Linked DNA regions of Macaca mulatta: region 2 is linked to region 1. Evidence: chromatin contacts called from public Hi-C data. All regions are on one chromosome and are shown on one strand. Each heading gives the region's core, a stretch centred on a gene start, on an enhancer-like site or on the middle of the called end of the contact. The rest is flanking DNA. Distances are from core to core; before and after follow the strand shown. Region 1 holds the start of CSNK1E (casein kinase 1 epsilon). Region 2 holds the start of TMEM184B (transmembrane protein 184B).

Region 1 (6,480 bases), core at 2,712-5,211:
TTTCATTTGCCAAGGAGGGTAACCTGCTTCTGAGGGCGCAGGGACAGGAATGAGGATAAATCCTAGAGGGGCTGGCTACCTCACTCCAGCAACTCCAAGCCTCCGCTCCCAATCCACAATCACCAACACTAAATACCTTCCCTTTGGACCAATAATCACAAAGGAAGGGCCAGGACTCATGACTGTGCCCCCCAAAAGTGGCACTGAAAGGTACAAGCTTCATTTCTCCCAGGCCAAGGGGAGGACTGAGAGGTCAGTGACTTGTTTAAAATGCAACATCACAGCAAACTCATACTTTCAACAGGAAGCACATCTGGAGAGAAAAAGAGAGAACTCCCTAATGAGGAGACCCCCCCACCCCGCCCCCGAGGTTACAGGGGAGCCTGCATCATCCTAAAGCCTGCCAGGGCTGGGTTCCAGGAGACCAGGACATAGAGAGGGGGCCTGGCTAGGGGTCCAGCAGCAACCCAGATCTCTTTTATCTACCAGTATCCTTCTCCCAGGAAGCAAGGCAAAGGATGTGAACCCCGCCTGGGTTTTCCCACACCCAGCTGGGGACCCAGCTGACCCGGGACACTGAGGCACAGAGGAACCGCAAGACTCCTGCAGAAACTGGAGCTAAAAATACCCTCCAGTGCCCAGCCTGGCCTGTGACAGGAGGAGCCCCCGGCCTGCCTCCCGACTGACTACCTGCTGCTTCCTTCCCGACCTGGAATGGCCCTGGGGCAAATTATGCCCCTGGAGCCACATTCCAACTTCAGAGCCCCAAATCCTGGGGTCTTTCTTCCTCTTGGTACCACAGGCTGGCCCCAGGGGCTCCAGCTGGAGTCAGGAACACTCACCCAGGTAGATATCTCCGAAGGACCCGCTCCCAATCTTCCGTCCCAGGCGGTACTTGTTCCCCACGCGTAGCTCCATGGCTCACTCTTGCTGCAGAGGAAGCAGGAACATGAGGGTCAGTGAAGTGGGGAGCCGGGAAAGGGGTCCAGCCCAAGGCCAGGCAAAGCCACCAGGAACTCGAAGACCCACATTCTGCCGGTGTCAGGCGGCCCACAGCCTGCACTCCACAAACCTGGGGAACAGCTAAGGGAGGCTGAGGTCAGGTTTCAGTGTGGCCAGAGGGGAAGCGGCCAAGCAAGCATGTCTTTGGGGGACACTCATTCAGGGGCCCCTCAACAGAAGCTTCTCAAAGGATCACAACGGGCATCAGCCCTCTTACACCTCTGAAACGACAGGGCCTCTCCACTCCTATCCCCAGGCTCCCACAGCCTGGCCTGGTCTTCCCAAGTACTGCCCCTGCCCAGAGGCCAGACCTCACCGGTGCCCAGCGTGCCTTGCAGGAGAAGGTCATATCCCCTAATGGGGGGAAGGCAGGAAAGAAACACCCTAGACCACCCACCTTCCAGTCGCCTCCCCATCTCTACATCATGACACCAAGAACCTCACGTGGAGGCCCGTAGCCTCTTGGATAAACTGTTTGGAGCTGGCGTCCTTCAAGACTAGGAGGGTCTCCTAAGAGGGCCCTCATAGAACAGAGGGCAATGAGCCAGGGTTTTAGCCGCCAGCCCCTGAGGGGTGGGAGGAGGAGTTCTGATGTGAGCAGCTTCTCTCCTTCCTCAGGGCCAGGGCCACCCTAGGAGGGACCCCTCTGCTCTGGCCTGGGGCAAAAGTCTGGACACCCTGTTCCTGGTCAGCAGAGGAGGAAACTGGAGGCCTGGAGGCAGTGCTGCCGTGGGCACAGGGACCAGGGACTGCAGTAAGCAGGGGGAAGGGTGATTACAAGAGAACCAGCATCAAGGACTAGCAAGAGGGAACTCCTTTCGCAGACAGGGTACTCAGGCCCACAGAGGCCACGCCACCTGCCCCACACCACCCTGTAGACGGTAGCAGCCTCGCCTAGGACACGGCTCCGGCCATCCCACCTGGTGGTCTCCCACACTCACAAACCAGGCAAAACAGGAAGACTGCAGAGCAGCTGTGCTGGCACAGAAGATCAGCCCCTTGCCCGTGCCAAGTGCTGCCCCCAACGACCAGGCCAGCCTGGGAGGGAGATGGATTGCAGGGACAGTGGGCAGAGCCCAGGAGAGAAAGGCCAACCCCAGCAACCTGGCTCCCCAGGAGCTCACCAGCCCTCCACCAATAACCATGAGGCAGGGACCTCCACCCGAGCTGGCCAAACTCTGGGCTCTCAATCAAGGGCCACTGCCCACATGCTTGGCCTGTCTCAGCTGAGGTGCCACGCTGCCAGGGGAACGCAGTCCACGTTTGCAGGAAACCCACACGCCACACACCCCACGTACACACACGTCCAGCTTCCCGAGTGTGTACACTCCAAGGGAAGAAAGAAAAGCAGGCACGCACAGTGAGCCCTGTTGCGGGGGGCGGCGGGGGGGAGGTGTGCACGCAACACCCCCCACACCCCAGTCCATTTTCCGCCAACACCAATTCAGAGACCACACACGGCAGCCAGGAAACCCGCAGGTTAGGAAAGGAACATAAATATACCCGCATCCTATATTACATAAATACCCACGCCGGGTTATATAAATACCCATGCCCTCTGTCTGGGTGTCTTACATAAATATACTGCACATGACCCCCAGTCTCTCCCCACTCACCGGCTGTCTGCAGAAAACGGGAGCGGGGAGGGGCAAGGCCTTCAGGACCCCGACTGCTCTGTGCCAGCCATCCAGACCCCCAGTGCCCTCCCCAACACCCCTGGGGTTCAAGCCAGTCTGGGGGAGCCTAGACTGTCCCGGCATCAATCCCCAAAAAGCCTCCCAGAGGAGAGCAGAAAGGCTTCATTCAGAAATGGAGAGGCTTTTCCGTTTTGCTGCTTCTCCCATGGGGGAGGGGGGAGATAAACAAAGTGGGGGGAAAAGTGTATAGGAAGGTTCAAGAGTTTCAGCAGGTTAAAAAAATTAGACAAACTACCAACCAGCATGGCACACGGGCAGTGCTTCTTACTCCCTGACCACCATCGCCCACCCCTGAGCCAGGGCCCTTGTCCCTTGGACGATTAAAATAAAAATTGAAGGGACATCATAGAAAGGAAAGCAAAGGAGATCCAAAACAGGCATTGCTTGGAAGCAACTTGAGACACTGTGTCCCCTTCTCCTCTCCCCAAATCCTTCTCCAGGAAGGAGACTATGCCAAGAAGAAAATATGCAAGAAAACTAAGGGGAAAGTTGGGGAGGGGGTTCACCCCACTTCGAGTTTGGATATTAAGAAGGGCTTGGGAATCCTCTCTCTAACGATACCCAGACACAGTTTTACGTTCCTGAGACACTTGCAAGACACGAATCTCTCACACACAAAAATGGGAGAATCCGATCCGATAAATAACCCCCACCCCTTTCTTTCTCTCCACAAAGAAAAACAAATCGGTGGCCTGGTGACCACACACATCTTCACCTTAGGACCCCCAAACGCCCGCCATCCAACGAGCGGGAGCAGCCTTGCGGACCCCCAGGTCCGGGCGCCGGGGCCGGGAGAGCAGGGGGCGCCGTCGATTGTCCGATGAAACCTACGCGGGCCCGAATCAACAGTATCCGGCGCCCAGCACCCCAGGCCCCCTCCCTCAGCGTCCCCAAATCACAGCCGGGGTGGCCGCCTGGCCGGCCGGGGCCTCGGAGGGTCCAGCGGGGGGAGGCGGAGGCAGGCCGGCCGGAGGGGGCCTCCCCCGCGAGCCTGCAAAATAACAGGCCCCCTCCTCCTCGTCCCCAGCCGCGCCTTTGTCCTCGCCGGGCCGAGCGGGCGGCGCCCGGGCTGCCCCCCCCACACCCCAGCGCGAACGCGCGTGTCCGCCCTCCCCTCCCTCCCTCTCCAGCAAAAACAAAGAGGGTGAGGGAGCCCCGATTCCCCCCAGGTTCGCGCCCCTCGGCGGGCCCACGACCCCCCAATATTTACCCCTCCGGGAAGGCGCCGGTGCCGGGCCGCTGCTCGGGGGGCTGCCACGGGCGGGGGCGGCCCGCCGGGGCGGATGCCGGAGGATTCGCGGAGCCGCCCGGCGCGCCAGCCTCTCCTGGCCCAGCCGCCGCCGCCGCCGCCGCCGCGCTCCGCTCGGCCCCGGCCGGGCTCTGGCTCTGGGCTCTCGCCGCCGCCGCCGCCGCCTCCCTCCTCCCGGCCTCCTGCCCGCCCGCCCCCGCCGCCGGCTCGCGCGCTCCCGCACCGCGCGCGCCCGCCGGCTCCCATTGAGCCCCGGGCCCGCCCGCTGATGTCATCCCCGGCCCGCCGCCGCCGCCCCGGAGGATTTAAAGGGCCCGCGCCCTCCGCGCTGGGGGCCGCAGCCGCGAGACGCAGTCCCCCAGCCCCAGTGCAGGAGCGCGGGCTTACGCGTGGGGGTAGGGGAGCGCACAGATACTGACACCCTAATGCAGTCCAGGGCACAGGTGGAAAAGACGGGCTGAGGGGACACAGGGAAGAGGGGAAGAGGAGGGCGCACAAAAAGCGGGGGTGATGGGAGGGGAGGGTCTAGACCCAAAGTCTTCTCTCCCCGCCTGCCGGGTTCTCTCTCCTCTCCAGGCGGAGCACTGGGCCCCTGCGAAAACAGGCGCTATTCACGACACTGCAAAAGATGTTAGACTGCTGGGGGCTCAGTCCGCCTCCAGGTTCAGAGTGCCGCAGAGAACACAGGCCAGGTTGATTCCGGGCAAGAGATTTGAGGAGACAGGTAGGGATTTCGACACAAGGCCCAGAAAGGTAGCCTGGGTTCATACATTCTCCTCCCGTGGAAAAATCAAGGGTAAAGACCTTTTTTCCTTCTTCTTCTTCTCCTCCCTGCAGCTCAAACTGTGATGGGCACAGAGAGGACCCTCAGATCCCACTCTCATTCTCCCCTGTTGAAGGAGGGGTGCCACAGTACCAAAGCACCGACACCTGAGTCAGGGCTCCGAGTGGTGCACGAGTGGTGGTGCACGTTTAGCCAAGTCACCTCCCAGCTCTGAGCTTGGGTTTCCTTAAACAGCAAATGGGAGGAAGGACCCTGTCCTCCCCAGGTCACAGGGAGAATTAATAAAAGCTTCTACTGGCATCCAGAGCCGCCGATGAAAGGTTGCAGAACAAAGTCATTAAAGCGATGATATTTACACTGTGCCATGCAAAGCTTCCAATTATGACACACCTATATTCACACAGTTGTGACTGTGGACACGCAAAATGCCTGAGGCCCTGCGTCCAATCCCGGAAGCACAGTTCCTGGGAGGAGTCACTATAATGGCCGTATCTTCCCTCCCCGAGGCTGAGGGACTGAGTCACACACTTGTCCAAACGGGCAGGAGCCCCGCAGACTAGGTCCTTTCACCGACCAGGAAACTGGCCCAGAGAGGGGAAGGGGTGTGCCCAGGACCACAAACCCAAAAGGACAGCTCTGTTCTCCCAGCAATCACCAGGAAACTGGGTCTATCAAGAGCCCATTTCCAAGAGTGAGAAGCCTCCTCCCAGGAGGGCCTGCCTTCAGTGACACCTTTGCTAGACAGGGGGTCACCAGCCAGGCAGTGGGCTTTACTTGGCCTGTGTGGTGCTTTCTGTTGTTGTATTGTTAATCCCCAAAGTTTTTTGTTGTTGTTGTTTTTTGCTTTTTTTGTTTGTTTTGAGATAGAGTCTCACTCTGTTGCCCAGGCTGGACTGCAGTGGCCCAATCTCGGCTCACTGCAACCTCTGCCTCCTGGGTTCAAGTGATTCTCCAGCCTCAGCCTCCCTCCTGAGTAGCTGGAATCACAGATGTGCACCACCACACCTGGATAATTTTTGCCCAGGACCACACAGTATTTTTAGTAGAGATGGGGTTTCACCATGTTGGCCAGGTTGGTCTGGAACTCCTGACCTCAAGTGATCCGCCCGCCTCGGCCTCCCAAAGTGCTGGGATTACAGGCGTGAGCCACCACGCCTGGCCAATCCCCAAATTTTTATTTTTTTTTTAATTTTTTTTTTTTTTTTTTGAGACGGAGTCTCGCTCTGTCGCCCAGGCTGGAGTGCAGTGGCGCGATCTCGGCTCACTGCAAGCTCCGCCTCCCGGGTTGACGCCATTCTCCTGCCTCAGCCTCCCGAGTAGCTGGGACTACAGGCGCCCACAACCGCGCCCGGCTAATTTTTTGTATTTTTAGTAGAGACGGGGTTTCACCGTGGTCTCGATCTCCTGACCTTGTGATCCGCCCGCCTCGGCCTCCCAAAGTGCTGGGATTACAGGCGTGAGCCACCGCGCCCGGCCCCAAAGTTTTAAAACTGGAAGATTTCATATTTCAGATCCAGATTCCCTGTTTTTCTTGAGGCATTAGGAGATCTGGTAACTCTGGTCCCAAGTTCTCAGCGGACCTAAGCACCAGCCACCTGCCTTGGTGGGAGTCCCAGGCCCACCCCCTTCCCCCCCACCCCCGCTGCCCATTTTGTTTCTTTCCTCACATGAGCCCAGGCAGAGGGGCCTGGGCACAACTGAGCAGGGGTGAAGTCTGCCCCAGTGTCCTCCAGTCCTCACCACCCCTA
Region 2 (6,480 bases), core at 1,582-4,081, 45 kb before region 1:
CCTTCACAGGTGGAGCACCCCTCATCCTTCAGGACCAAGACGACTTCCAGCACCCCAGGGTTACAGGGGAGGAGCATGGGCTCTGAGGTCAGACCTACTCGTTCAAAACTCAGCTGTTCCACCCTCTGCTGCCTCCCCTGCAAAATGCAGACGGTGACGGCCCCCATCTCATTGGGTGGTAGGAAAATTAAATACAGTAATTCATGAAAGCGCTTTGAACTGTGCCTGGCACACAGTAAGTGCTCAATAAACGGACTGTTGTTCCTATTGTCCTCTGGGCCCCTTTAGGGCCCTCTGTTTCCACCACAAGTAGGGCACTGTCTTGCACATATTTGTTACACATCGGGCTCCCTCTGCCAACCACCTTTTAGAGGGCTGCTCCCAGCACAGTGCAGGGCAGCATGGTCCTCCGTGAGTGCTTACTCCCTGGGGCTGCAGCGCCTGGGGCAGACCCCACACAGAGCTCTCCCAGGGGCCCAGCTATTGGCCTCCCAGAACTCCCACACCAAATCCGCAGTCTACAGGCCCAGAGCTGTGACTCGGTTTCAAAACAATAAAAGGCTGTACCCTGCCTTGCCGGGGCTGTTTCCACTCCAGGGAATTTACAGAGAGAAATGAGCACAGCAGGGACTGGAAATAGCACTGAGCCCTTCTCGGGGTGAGAGACTGGGCAGGCCAGCCAGAGACCAGGAGCAAAACCTCTAAGACAGAGAGGGAGAAAACGACCTCCGGACAGAAGCCCCAGCTCACAGAACTCGGCCAACAGGAATGAACTAGGACAAGTGGCTCACTCACCCTTCTGCCTCGAAGCTCTTCTTTCCACTTGGTTGGAGAAATTCAGAAGGGGCTCCTTGCATAACCCACCACCACCGTGGGTGCAACAAATAAGACATCCAGAATCCACTGCACGAAGGCTTTTGGGGTAATTCACAGCGCCTTCTCCACCCACACTAGCTACTGGAGCCTCGTATCTGGACTGGGGTCACTAAATCAGTGTCCATCTTCCCAGCAGACTGGGAGCCCCTAGAAGGCAGGCACCAGGTCCCACTGACCATCACACCGCTATGCCCCAGCACAGTGCCTGGCACATAGATGCTCAGTAAGTTGCAAGATAAGATCTGGCAGCAAGACAGAGTTCCTGGTTCAAGGATGATTCCATCCAAGCTTGCCACGGATCATGGAGAAGAGCGTCATGAATTCCCTCTGGGCCTCAGTTTACCACATCCACAAATAGGGACAACAACCGTTCCTTACACAGCTGCTGTGCAAATTAACACAGGAAAATATACGTGGAAAGCACAAAAGCCTCAGATGAACGCCAGTCATCCTTCAGGCTTCAGCACAACCGTCTGTCTCCTTATGAGAGAGTCTCCTGTGGCCACGATCCTCCTTCCTGGGCACTAAACCTGTCCCTGTACTCCTTCTACTCCTTTGTTTGGTATTTTTCACATCACTGTGATCACCTGTTTCCAAGTCTGATTCCCCCACGCTTGAGAGCTCCTTGATAGCTTGGGCATCAATTCCAGGTGCGCACACATACCTGGCTGCTGGGGTCCTCTCACCCCAGCGTCCCAGGTCCCAACTCTGATACGCACAGCACCCTAGACAAGGTACCGAGGTGCAGAGCCTAGGGACCCTACCAAGGAAGCTGAATAGGGAGATGCAAAGGACACTGTAGGCATAACGTGTCAACGAAGTCACACCTCTGAGACCTGCGCTGCCTCTGCAGGTGCAGGTGAGCTTGTTTGCCTGGCTGACTCTGCAGCGCAGGGCCTCCAGGGCACAGATTGCTGCTTCTTTCCTTACAAAAGCACCAGCAGTCAGATAAATAATACATGGCCTTCACCTCACCACAGGTATCAGGCATGCAAACACCTGCTTTGCCCCAAAATGCCCTGGAAGAGAGGGAGGAGTAAAATATCTGGCCTTATACAACACCCCCAGAGGGGATATGTATTGGGAATCCATGCCCAACCCCCAGCCTAACTGCCTTGCTTTGGCCTGGAGCCACCCAGCACTGGAGGTAAGTGGATCCAAGCGAGGTACCAAGGGTGTGCCCGGGAAGGAAATGTACAATCCACGGGAAGGATACAGACACCCAAAACCAGTCTTTGGTTGGTCCCAGTTGGAGGCAAACATCTTTCGAGCCCCAGGTTCCAGGAGATCGCCTTCCAAACCTGAGGATCTGTGTGCCGGGCGTGTACACCCTCCACTCACGACGCAGCCCCGAAGGCCCCCCGCCGACCACCCTCCCAGGTCACTGCCACCCGCACAGGTCACGGACGCCTCCCCCACTCACTCGGCCGTGCCAGGCGCCAGCACACCCACCCAGGAGCACACAATCCCTCTTGCAAAGCGCCTGTCCATCCGCCTCCCTCTCCCGGGGCCACCCCCCGGGCAGGTCCGATTACACTCCAGGCGCTGCCCCCGCCACGTTGGCGTGGAAAGGGAGCGGGCACACCCACGGGCGACCTTGCGGGGAGGAGGGGAGGCACGGGTTGGGAGACAGATGCCCCCTCCCTCCGCGGCCGCGCCGGCCTCCTTAGTGCCCTCCCCGCCCGGGCGCCGGCGGCCGAAGCCGGGCGTCCCTCGCGCGGGCCTCTCCGAAACAAGCAGCCCCCCGCGCTTGGGAGTCGCAGTTCCCCCTTGGGGCTCCCGGGCGAGACCAGCCAGACAGGATACCTCAGGAGCCCATGGCGGTGGCGGCGTGTGCGGACGACGCGCGGCGGCCGGGCTCTGCGAGCGGGGCGGGCGGTAGGCGCCCCAGCCCTGGACTCTCCGCCACCGCCGGCGCGTCCCGGGCCCAGTGGTGTGCTGCCGCGGCGCGCATGCGCACTGGGCTCGCCGCCGGGGAGGGCGGGGCGGCGAACGCGGCTGAGATCACTGCCTGGGCCTTAAAGGGGCCGCGCCGCGAACCCCAGCCGGCCGCCCCGCGGGTTGGGGCGCGACCCGCATCCTCCTGCCACTCACAAAACCAACTACGACTGGCCCCCAACCTCGAGAACTTTCTGGGCTGCGATCTCTGTCCCTTACCCTCGCTGGTGCTTCACTTCTCTTAACCCTAATTTCCTCCATTTGAGCCTGTTTTGAAGATGAAACGAAATACAATGGCTATTTGTTGAGTGAAGGATGCGTGTGGAATTGTGGAATGAACGTGGACCGAGTGTTGTGTGCAATTAGGCCAGATGAAATTGCAAAGCACTGAAAGAGGCTTTTTCTTCCCACCCTACTTAGCAGCGATTCTTTCTTGCCCCATCTGGCTCTAGGCTGCCGAACTAGCAAAAGTCTTCAGACAGGGTTCAAGCCGCCTAGCCCATTTCCGTTTGCTAGGTCCAGACATCACCTAGGTTAATTGAACCAGATAAAATGCAATTATGTTCTGGCATTGATGTGCTCAAGATCCCCAAATGTATTTGTGTCTCCAGACTCCTCCCCTGAACTGTCTGCTCAACACTTCTTTCTTGGAGGTCCAGCAGGCATCTCAAAGTCAACGTGTCTGCAGCTGAGCCAACTGCACTTCCACACACACAACCCTGCTCCCTCTCAGCCTTGCCTTCATCAGCTGTTGACAATTCCATCCTTCCAGTCCCCAGGCCAGAACTCAGAGTCAGCTGTGAATGCCCCGCTTTTGCTGACTCTACCTGCAAAATAGATCTAGACTCTGACGTCTGCCACTCCACCTCCAGTGCTACCACCCTGGTCCAGTATCTGCACAGGATTATTGCAAAGTTCTGCTAACCCATCTCCCTTGTTCCAACCCGGCCCTCTGATCCACCCTATCAATTCAGGGCTGAGGGAGATTCTTTTAAAATCTGCCAGGCACGGTGGCTCACGCCTGTAATCCCAGCACTTTGTGAGGTCGGGTGGATCATTTAAGTCCAGGAGTTAGAGACCAGCCTGGCCAACATGGTGAAACCTCATCTCTGCTAAAAATACAAAAATTAGCTGGGTGTAGTGGTGCATGCCTGTAGTCCCAGCTACTCGGGAGGTTGAGGCATGACAACTGCTTGAACCTGGGAGGTGGAGGCTGGGTTGTGGTGAGCCAAGATCATGCCACTGCACTCCAACCTGGGTGACAAAATGAGAATCTGTCTCAAAAAATGAAATAAAATCTGGCCGGGCACGGTGGCTCAAGCCTGTAATCCCAGCACTTTGGGAGGCCGAGACGGGCGGATCACGAGGTCAGGAGATCGAGACCATCCTGGCTAACCCGGTGAAACCCCGTCTCTACTAAAAAGTACAAAAAACCAGCCGGGCGAGGTGGCGGGCGCCTGTAGTCCCAGCTACTCGGGAGGCTGAGGCAGGAGAATGGCGTAAACCCGGGAGGCGGAGCTTGTAGTGAGTTGAGATCTGGCCACTGCACTCCAGCCTGGGCGACAGAGCGAGACTCCGTCTCAAAAAAAAAAAAAAAAAAGAAATAAAATCTAAGTCAAAACATGGCACTTTTTTGCTCAAAACCGTCCGTTGGCTCTCTATTTCGCTTTAAGTAAAAGCCTTACAAGTCCTTACAAATGCTTAATCTGACATTCTACTCTCCTGGGTATTCCTGACCTCATTCATCTCTTACCCTTTTCTTCCACACTGACCCCGTGCTGTTCCTAGAACAAGCTGAGCTCACTCAGCCCCGAGCCCCCTGCACTAGCTGTTCCCTCTGCTGTGATCGCTGTTTCCCCAGACACCAGAATGATTGCTCCATCACCTTCTTCAAGGGCTTGCTCAAATGTCCTCCATTCAGTGAGGCCTGCCCTGAGCACCCTAGTAAAACTACCAGACCCCTCGCATGCACTCTGTATTTCCCGTTACCATGCCCTACTTTCCCTGTCACTTCATTTCTATCATATTATATAGTTTGCCTATTTCCCTGTGTGTCTTCTTCTAGTAGAACATACGATTTTTGGTTTTTGTGTTTTTGTTTTTGTTTTTGTTTTTGAGACAGTCTCACTCTGTCACCCAGGCTGGAGTGCAGTAGCACAATCTCAGGTTACTGTAATCTCCGCCACTCAGGCTCAAGTGATCCTCCCACCTCAGCCTCCTGATTAGCTGGGATAATAGGCATGTGCCACCATACCCGGCTAATTTTTGTATTTTTTTGTAGAGATGGGTTTTCGCTATGTTGCCAGGGCTGATCTTGAACTCCTGGGCTCAAAGCGATCACCCGTCTCGACCACTCAAAGTGCTGAGATTATGGGTGTGAGCCACCGCTTGCCTGGCCAATAAATTCTGAGGACAAAGATTTTCATACTTTTTGGCTTTTTATTGTTGTTGTTTGAGATGGAGTCTCACTCTGTCACCTAGGCTGGAATGCAGTGGCTCAGTTTCGGCTCACTGCAGCCTCAACCTCCTGGGTTCAAGCGATTCTCTCGCCTGTGCCTCCCAAGTATCCGTTTTCTTTTTTTTTTTTTTTTTTTTTTTTTTGAGACGGAGTCTCTCTGTGTCTCCCAGGCTGGAGTGCAGTGGCGTGATCTCGGCTCACTGCAAGCTCCGCCTCCCGGGTTCACGCCATTCTCCCGCCTCAGCCTCCCAAGTAGCTGAGACTACAGGCACCCGCCACCACGCCCGGCTAGTTTTTTTTTTTTGTATTTTTAGTAGAGACGGGGTTTCACCATGTTAGCCAGGATGGTCTCGATCTCCTGACCTCGTGATCCGCTGGCCTTGGCCTCCCAAAGTGCTGGGATTACAGGCTTGAGCCACCGCGCCCGGCCTCCGTTTTCTTTTCTGATGTAATCCCAATACTTAGTATAGGGTCTGGCATAGAGAACATGCCCCAAAAAGTAGGTATAACATGACCAGAGATCCCGTAATAGCAAAATCCTATAGAACAATTCCTCCCCAGCCCCAGGTAGGACATGCCTGGGGCTGTCCTAACAAGAGCAAGGCTTATCAATTGCGTTGTAATGACTCATTTATGACTTCCCAGCTCTCCCTCCCTACACACTAACCCCTTAGGGAGGAAGTCCTTGTGCCAATTACCCACCACATCTGCAATGCTAGTACAGAACACTTAGAGACCAGACACTATCTACCTTACACTTCCCCTCCAGGGCTTTCACTTCAGGGTCTTGGTTTCTGCTTAGGGGCACTCTTGGGTCTCCACTTACAGAGGCCCCAGGCTGGCGGGTGGGGGGGCAGAGGCAGGTGGTGGGTATTTTTAGGCTTGGTTGCCAGGAAGGGGCTCAAAGACAGAAAGTCACCTGGTCTGAGTGATATGGCAGGCCAGCAGGTGGTATTGGGGGCCCTAGTGGGTGCTCCCTGTGGGAGGAAAAAAGCCCTCTCAAGACCTTTATTCAGGCTTTCCAAAATGAAGATAAACACCTCCCTTGCTATCTTCCTTCCCACCCCTCCTCCAGGCAACTACCCATCCTTTCTTTTAAGAGACAGGGTTTTGCTCTCTCACCCAGGCTGGGGTGCAGTGCTTTGATCATAGTTCACTGCAGCCTCAAACTCCTGGGCTCAAGTGATCCTCCACCTCGGCCTCCCAAG

The links. Hi-C and Micro-C count contacts between places; a contact is called where the count stands out from the background.
Region 2: a contact with region 1 is called in a Hi-C map of cortical neurons, with 4 times the contacts expected there. The contact joins the promoter of TMEM184B here to the promoter of CSNK1E in region 1. A contact is called at or near these places in 2 of 14 Hi-C or Micro-C datasets (cortical neurons and liver).

Annotation. Positions count from the first base shown.
Region 1 is chr10:13,173,085-13,179,564 of T2T-MMU8v2.0, reverse strand. CSNK1E (casein kinase 1 epsilon) reads right to left here and starts at 3,961. Exons shown (of 11, transcript NM_001261652.1): 1 at 3,910-3,961; 2 at 843-930. The coding sequence starts at 918.
Region 2 is chr10:13,216,676-13,223,155 of T2T-MMU8v2.0, reverse strand. TMEM184B (transmembrane protein 184B) reads right to left here and starts at 2,831. Exons shown (of 9, transcript NM_001193979.3): 1 at 2,683-2,831.